Linked DNA regions of Gossypium hirsutum: region 2 is linked to region 1. Evidence: chromatin contacts called from public Hi-C data. All regions are on one chromosome and are shown on one strand. The core of a region is the stretch at or near the end of the contact, and the rest is flanking DNA. Distances in the headings are between cores, read along the strand shown. Region 1 has its middle 26 kb from the start of LOC121220530. Region 2 holds the start of LOC107917600 (leucine-rich repeat receptor protein kinase EMS1-like).

Region 1 (4,668 bases), core at 465-2,964:
TTGGCATCCGATTAACCCATGATACCAATTTAGTCACAAATTTTATTAATATTAAGTATAAATATACAACTAGTGGAGATATAAATCGTGCATATTAAAATCATTTTTTTGTTGAGTGATAAATTTAAGATTTTATTAATCTAATTTGATGGGTTCGAATTTCACTATATTCATATTCTTCTTGGTTTTGTTAAAATTAAAATACTAAAAATACTCTTGAATGATATGACTTATTTTAATTATGAGAGGACATTTCGTAATTTCCTAACCGAGTTGGAACTCGGTTAACCTGTGATACCAACTCAGTCACGGGTTTTATTAATAGTATAGATTAAAAAAATTAAATTTAAATTCAAAAATAGGAAAAAAATTAAATATTTTAAAAAAATGCCTTTGATTTTGACCGACTGTTAGCCCACTGTTAATTGGGAGTTGACTGACCGTTGATCGAGCATTGACCAACTATTGACTTTGAATTTTAAATATTTTTTTAAATATAAAATTTTTTAAAACTATATACTTTTTTGCAATTTTTTAAAATTATTAATTTTTTGAAAATAAAATTATTAATTTTTAAATCAATATATTTTTTATTTTTTTATAATCAATTTTTAATGATAAACTTTTCAAAATTTCAATTTCTAGGTTTTATATATTTTTAAGTGAAGTTTTTCGATTTTTGAAATTTTGATTTTTTTTTGTTTTGAATTTTTAGAACTTTTGAAAAAGAAATTAAAATTTACCACAAGTTTTATAAAGTATACATTTAAAAATTTAAGTTTTTTTTCAATTTTCTAAAATTTAAATAAATTTATATATTATTTTAAAATTTGTATTTATATTTATATATTAATTTTTAAAATTTTTATCTTAAATTTTATTGAATCTTTTATATATTATATATGATATTTTTAGTCAATATAATATGCATAGTATTGAAAAAATAAATAACAAGGCTGAGGTAGCGAGTTTTAATAACGCCTGTTGGTAGTCTTAATTTTTTCAACACTGAGGTCCAATTTAGATAACAGATAATAGTTTAAGTTTTAAGCTAAGACAAAAAGATATGTATCAAAATGAGAAAATAGATATCATTTTGAATATTTATTTTTTGCACCAAATTAATTCTTATCCCAACCCCTCCCCTATAATAAATAAAATAAAATAAAATAAATCTTTCTTTTAATTTCAAAATGTGGAAAAAAAAACAAAACAAAATTCGGAACATCTTTCGAATTTCGCAGGCTATGAAAATCATGTCCTCCTTTCATCCATATTATAAACCTCTACTTTTTATAAATCGAAATTTAATTTTTATATTTTAATTTTTTTTTAATTTTTAGATTGTAAAATTTAAATTTAATCATTAATATTATTAATTTTTTTTGTTAAATTTGATGATATGCTATTTAAAAAAAATAATCTTATAGCCATATAATTAAAATTTAAAAAATAAACAATCTAATTCCTATAAATAAATAAAATATTTTAATTTATTATAAAATGTATTAGGAATATGATGATTAGCAAGATAGACAATCTAATAGTAGCATGAAATAATCATTTATATATTGGAAATAACATTACGTAATAATTTTATTTGAACCAAAATGGATTTATTTACAAATAGAAACGGAAGAAGCGGGTTGAGTGACGCAATATGGCAAAAGCGACAAATTAAAGGCATGATTTAAGAGGAAACGGATAAACTCAACAATCTGTCTACAGGCTTTGATGGATCCATCCATCAGTTCATCAAGGCAGACATAACAACAATCTCTGCGTCTCATTGTTGCCCAGTTTCTTGCCTAGTCGTTTCATACACACACAAAAACAAAACAAAGAAGAAAAGAAATGCTCACGTTGGCAAAAAACGCTTTTTAATTTCTTCGAGACGTGCACGCATTCAGCTATCCCATTGCCAAACCTACACTTATTTTTTCAGTTATTGTCTTTATAAAAGAAAAGAAGTTTAGCCAGCTGGTCGTTGTTGAACAGAAGAAAATGAAATATATATATTAGTCCATTTTAAACTTTTCTAATGTTTTATAAGGTTTTAATTTTTACAAAAATGAAGTTAAGTAAATGTTGGCATGTTTAAAATAAAATAAATAATAATTAAATTAAATATTGTTTGAAAAATGATATATGACATTTAAGAAGAATAAAAGCACTTTTTAATTTTATATATATATATATTTTAACTATTTTTAGAAGGTTTAGTCATTAATATTTGAATGGAATTGGACAGAGAACCAATCAATTAGACATGGAACCGGTCAGTAGACCAATCCGAATAGTAGCAAAAGACCATTTAAACGTAAAAATCGCGATTGAACCATGAAATAAAAATACCAATAGAAGAACTTATCAGATCGGTTTCTAAAAAAGTGGGCTACTTTAGGTTGGCCCAAGCCTAGGGAAAAACGCCCAATTGATTCAAACGCCAAAAACTCAAAAGTTCAGTCCAAAACGAAAAAAAAAATAAAAAAATAGTTTAAAAATATATTTTTTAAAAAGGTAGTACGCTACCTAGGCTAAATTGTAAATCCCACACCCTCACACCACACTCTCATGTCTGTCTCCCTATCCCCCATCTGACCATCCCAGTAACAGTTCCGAAAAGACCACCAAACCCTCACTCCCTCACCTTCACCCTCACCCTAAACCAAAAGTTTTCTTTGCTTTGTGTTGTCTCTTTCTTATTGCTTCTGCTAGTGCTCTTCTTTCCTAAGGTTTGATTAACCATTCATCGTGCAAAAGCTCTGCTTGAAACGGAAACTGGAAAGAAACTTTGTTTTTTTTCTCTTTCATTTTGTTATTTTAATAGGAAAGGGAGTTAAATTAATATATATATATATACTTATTTATTAAGCATTTTACTAATTTGAGTCTTAACTCAATTACGAAATTATTAAAAAATCCATTTTATTTGGTAAGCAAATTATAAGTTAATTTTTACATATATATTGAAAAAGAAAAAAAACTTAAGTAGATTGAAAAATGTAAAATTTATTGATTTATGTTTGTTTTTGAATAGAGAAAGGAAAATTACATCTTACAGGATGCGTTTTCAGGAGAGGGAGAAAAAACGCGCTTTGTAGGGCGCGTTTTCACTGATTATCACATCAGTGAAAACGCGCATTGTATGACGTGTTTTCCTTAGTATTCCATTGGATCTACATATATGATTAGGTTATTTCTAATTTTCCCAAAATGTATAATTTGTTCTACATCTCAAATTTACATTTATTTACAATATGCGAAACAAATCTATTAAATTGGTTTGCTTTATAACATTTCATATTATGAGTTTAAAATTTACAATTATTTCTTCTACTTTTTCATTTAAGTTTTTTTTTCCTTCAATTTCTTAAGTACAATATTTCGACAAAGCAAAGAATTGCTTAGAAGCTTCCCAATTTTGGATTAAAACTTTGGCTTGCATATTGTAATATATATCTTACTCTAAGAAGTAACAATAACTTTCACTTTATAGAAAAAATTAATGACTAAACAAATAAGTTAGTGTTTTCACTGCATGAGTTAGTGTTTTAATTAGCTATTCTCCACGATACTCCTAGTTTGTGTGGACATGTTGGCTTCGCATGCCCTAGGTTCCTACAGGATGTGCATAACCTCGATGTGTCTCCCTACTCCGAATATCCATATTTCCTCGTATTCGAGTTGAGTTCGGCCAACCTTTCGGCTTGTGTCGTGAGTTCTTATCTGGTACCAACTCAAAAAGAATGTGCGAGGTAGATAACCACATGCTTTCATCCAGGACAAGTGGGGATTCAGATTCCCAAACATTAAACGTGCGTTCAAATTTGTAAACTTCATCAACATAGGTCATGCAATATATACATTCCGAGGCACATGGCGCAATTGCATGTGCGCATGGATAACAAAGTGCTTGAAATCTTCCACAGTCGCAGGTCATTTGTCTGAGGTCTATGTGATACGCTCCACCGATAACTCTATGGTTGGGTCTATAGGACTGCTTATCCTGAAATACTAGATTTGGTCGCGGTTGACATACTAAAGTCATTGAGTTCGTGATTTCTACATTTCCCCAATATCTTTTAGCACTGACTTACACCAAACAAGCACCCTTTAGCTGTCCCGCGTATGTCTCAGCTTGCTTTGGAAATAAGGCGCAAAATGGAAATATGTTTACTTGACCATTGAGGTTACTAGCAAGTGACGCTTCCCCTTCAGTATAAAATTAATGCATTTCACTAGGTTTGAGGTCATGTGCCCATATCTTAGTCCTCCGTCATACGGCTGCGTCCACTACTTTTTCGATATCCCATCAAGGTACTGCGCACCCAATTGGTTTACAACTTGTAGTCTCTCCAACATTTCATGGAATCGATGTTGGATGAGCTTGTAACCTGTCGATGACAATCAACAATGCAATCAAGAAAAGCAACCCAAAATATATATGTTAAATTATTTTACAGGAAACCAATTCTATTCACAACGTACCCATTTTAATGACATGTTGTCGCTTCGCATCCTTATGGTATCGACCTATGTAGTTAGACCCTATGTGACACAAACAATACCTATGGTGTGCACGATTTTATAGACTTGAATGTCAATTGAATGCAACCTGTATCATTATGCCCCTATCGGAAATGATGCACACATCGGGCTGCGACA
Region 2 (4,034 bases), core at 830-3,329, 180 kb after region 1:
ATTGGAAAAATTCGAACAAATCTTGAGAAAATTGAGAGTTCAGATAGAATGAAGAGAATTAGATTTGAGTGAAAAGAATGAAAAATGGTCTCGTATTTATAGGAAATTAAAGTTATCGTTGGGCTGTTTAAAAGTTTTACCATTTGCGTGTTTGACTTTTTACCGTTGGAGGAAAGTGCGTCTAGATGAGTGCGTTTTCACACACTCTCTCCAAAATCAACATATTTATCTAAATCTTCAAAAAAAATACCTATATAGCCAATTAACAAAAAAGGGCATATTTAGACAATTTAGTCTCTCTTTTTTTAGTTTTTCAAATTTCTAATTTTTTATAATTTTGGATAAAAAATTTATAATTTTTTGTAATTTTTTATGCTTTTTAAATAATTTTAAGGAAAATTGCTAGATTTTACCATGTAGCACAACCTTACGTACCACATGGCGAAGTTAATGGTGTTTATATGAAAATTGACTTTTGAAGGGCTTAACTGATTGCTTATATTTGATTAAGAATTCAATTGAATATTATTTTTAATTGAGAGCTCAATTAATTATTGAATAATGTTATAAGTTTTTTTATATAATAAACCTAAAAACAATAAAATATGTTTGTCGGGGTTATTATATAAAAATAAAAATAAAAATATTAAGTAATTATTTAAAATATTTTTAATTGAGAGGATTATTGAATAATAATTGTATTATTATAAAATATGTTATAATTAAATTTAAATAAAAGTATTTCTAAAAATTATTTTATCTCTTACCTATAAACAAAAATTGTTTGTCGGGGTGGCCACATATTGCGAACCAGCCGGTCCATGTATTGCTCTAAGTGGGACCGAAGGGACAACTCAGCCTACATCAGGTTCTCATGTCCTTACAAACAACTCAAAACAGACACCTGCCCTGTAAGGTACACTCCTTTTTTCTATGTATGCCTTGTCCTTTTGCACATGCCAAACCATTTATTCCTGTAAAAGATATAAATAAAATTAAGGCAATTACTAATATTTGTTTAAAAAGATATAAATAAAATTAAGGCAATTATTAGTTATAATTTCGACCAAAAATAATCTTTAGTTTTAAAACTAATTCATTATTGAAACATATATATTAAATTTTAAAATTTTAGAATCAAATATTATTTTATTGATACCTAAGAGGTCCTATTCTATAACATGAATTTAAGAGTGTGAAGGGGCAATAAGGTGAATTGGAATAATGCACCTGACTGATATTAGCATCTTGGACCGTTCGTCTGAAGGAAATGTAGGGGTCCATAAGTTTAAGGGACCACTCCCTCTCACTCTCACATAATAATGCGTCCAAAATTTTCATCTGATAACTGACCTGCATCACAAAAATACAAAACCAGGATGGATTTGTAGAAAATTTTATTTAGGTGAAGTTGATTTTGTTTTGTTTTTGATTAAGTCCTAAATAGCGATTTAACCATTTTATTTATACATGCTAATGGACCAAAATAATTTGTCTGCCAATGAAATTAAAGCACTGGTTTCTGCAAGTTCTTGTTCCCAATGCCATGCTCCGCAATCTTCACCTCTTCAGTTTAGTCCAGTTCTTTTACTCTGTTGTTTCATTTTTGGGGGGTTGATAATTGAGATTCCATTATAAAGCAATTCGTTCTGACTACTGAAAATCTCAAGTTGAAGGGCGACGACACACATTTCACGCTTACAAACAACCACATCGTTTACTACACCTTTTTCACTTAATTTCTATTTCTTCCATCTTTCAATAATTTCCCCAAATCTTTGAGTATCAGAGATTCGGCAGAAAATTGTACAGTGCAACTGCAGCTGCACTGAAGAAGCAAATTTGGGTTGGGGCACTTTTATTTACATAAAACGTATTTCTTCTAACAACCCAAGGAAATAAACAAAAGGGTATCTCAGCTTTTAGGCCTTAAACCACAATCATCCATAGTGTGCTAATTTTATCAAAGCGAAGATTAAAGAACATAGACAAGAGCCGGATTCTCTGAAGTAGGGGCCCTTTATAGCTCTTTTCTTTAATATACAAATCAAAAGATTTTTGTTCCTATCGTATAATAATTCCAAACCAAAGATTCAGCCTCAGCGGTACTTGTAATATATGATCAATCAAAACTCATGTGGGATTTTTCTCCCAATAAAAAGATATATATATATATATTAAAGGAAACACGATTGAGATTTGAGGATTGCAGTTACAAAAGCTCCAGTCACGTGACCTACGTTGGCTATGGTGTCTTCTTCTTTAAAGTTCACCCAAACCTTTCTTCAGAATTTACTCCCCTTGCCTATGGCCATTATCATCCTTCCATTTTTATCTTTTATCTCTTCTCTTCTTTCCCATCCTCCCCTGTAAATATTACTGTTTCTTATTTTGGCTATGGAGTTTAAGCTTTTGTTTCACTTCCTCTGTTTCCTCTATTTGTTGTTACCGATATCAGGGGCAACGAGAGAGCAAGCAGACGGAAACCCAGATAGGGGAGCTCTGGTTTCCTTCAAAAGAGGGCTTCAAAACCCTCATTTTCTATCATCATGGAACCAAAAAATCCATTTCTGCAAGTGGGATGGTGTCACATGTCGGCTCGGCCGAGTCACCTCGCTTTCTCTTCCATCTCGGTCCTTGACAGGTTCTCTCTCTCCGTCCCTTTCGTCCCTCTTAAACCTCACCCTCCTAGATCTGTCCTCTAACTCCTTCTTTGGCCAAATTCCGACTGAGTTGGCCGAGTTGACTCTCCTCGAGACCCTCAAACTCGGGTCTAACTCTTTCACCGGAAATATCCCTCCCGAGCTGGGCAGCCTGAATACACTTCGTACGCTAGAACTTTCCACCAATGCACTCACTGGCACAGTGCCGACTAAGCTTGGACAGTTAACTCAGCTACAGTTCTTGGACCTGGCTAACAATTTCCTTTCAGGTTCTCTCCCTTCAACACTCTTTGAAAACCTTCAGTCTTTAACCTCTCTGGATATTTCCAACAATTCTTTCTCTGGTAATATCCCGCCTGAAATTGGTGAGCTAAAAAACCTGACCGCTCTTTACATTGGAATCAACCAATTTACAGGGAAAATACCACCTGAAATTGGTAAACTTTCACTCCTTGAGAACTTTTTTTCACCCTCTTGTTCCATAACAGGACCTTTGCCTGAACAACTATCCAATCTAAAATCACTCACCAAGCTCGACCTTTCTTATAACCCATTGAAATGTTCCATTCCAAAGTCTATAGGAAAGTTACAGAATTTGACTATATTGAACCTCGTCTACACCGAGCTCAATGGTTCAATACCAGCGGAGCTTGGGAACTGCCGGAATTTGATGATGTTGATGCTGTCTTTCAATTCGCTGTCCGGGTCCTTGCCTGAGGAGCTTTCAAGTTTGCCTATGCTGACTTTTTCTGCTGAAACGAACCAGCTTTCTGGGCCACTGCCCCCTTGGCTTGGGAAATGGAACCAGGTGGAGTCTTTGCTACTTTCAAACAACCACTTTTCAGGTAACATCCCTCCTGAAATTGAGAATTGCTCAAGGCTTAAGCACCTTAGTTTGAGCAATAACAAGTTGTCGGGTTCGATACCAAGAGAGTTATGCAATGCAGAATCACTCTTTGAGGTTGATCTCGATGGTAATAACCTTTCGGGTACCATTGAGAATGTGTTTGTGAACTGTAGAAATCTTGCTCAGTTGGTTTTGCTTAATAATCACATTAATGGTTCAATCCCAGAGTATCTTTCAGAGCTTCCATTGATGGTTATTGACCTTGACTCCAACAATTTCACTGGTACCATTCCTGTGAGTTTATGGAGTTCAAATAGTTTGATGGAGTTTTCTGCTGGAAATAATATGCTAGAGGGGACTCTGCCAGTTGATATTGGAAATGCGGTTACATTGGAAACTCTTGTTCTTAGCGGTAATCGTTTGAAGGGAAGTATACCAAAGGAGATCGGCAATCTCACAGCTCTTTCTGTGCTAAACTTGAATTCGAATTTCTTGGAAGGAAATATACCTGTTGAAATTGGAGA

Evidence for each region. A called contact is a pair of places that touch in the nucleus more often than the background predicts.
Region 2: a contact with region 1 is called in a Hi-C map of leaf, with 2.3 times the contacts expected there. The contact joins the promoter of LOC107917600 here to the enhancer-like site in region 1. A contact is called at or near these places in 10 of 34 Hi-C or Micro-C datasets (anther, callus, fibers and 3 more).

The regions. Positions count from the first base shown.
Region 1 is chrD08:35,751,392-35,756,059 of Gossypium_hirsutum_v2.1, forward strand. No RefSeq gene overlaps it. Among protein-coding and RNA genes, the nearest start is that of LOC121220530, 26 kb to the right of the region's middle. Within about 2 kb of position 1,715, at least 5 of the 9 cell types and tissues checked have an H3K27ac peak or open chromatin away from gene starts, as enhancers often do. A contact at or near this core is called in fibers, hypocotyl and leaf, where this site is marked.
Region 2 is chrD08:35,932,306-35,936,339 of Gossypium_hirsutum_v2.1, forward strand. LOC107917600 (leucine-rich repeat receptor protein kinase EMS1-like) reads left to right here and starts at 2,080. Exons shown (of 1, transcript XM_016846924.2): 1 at 2,080-4,034. The coding sequence starts at 2,398.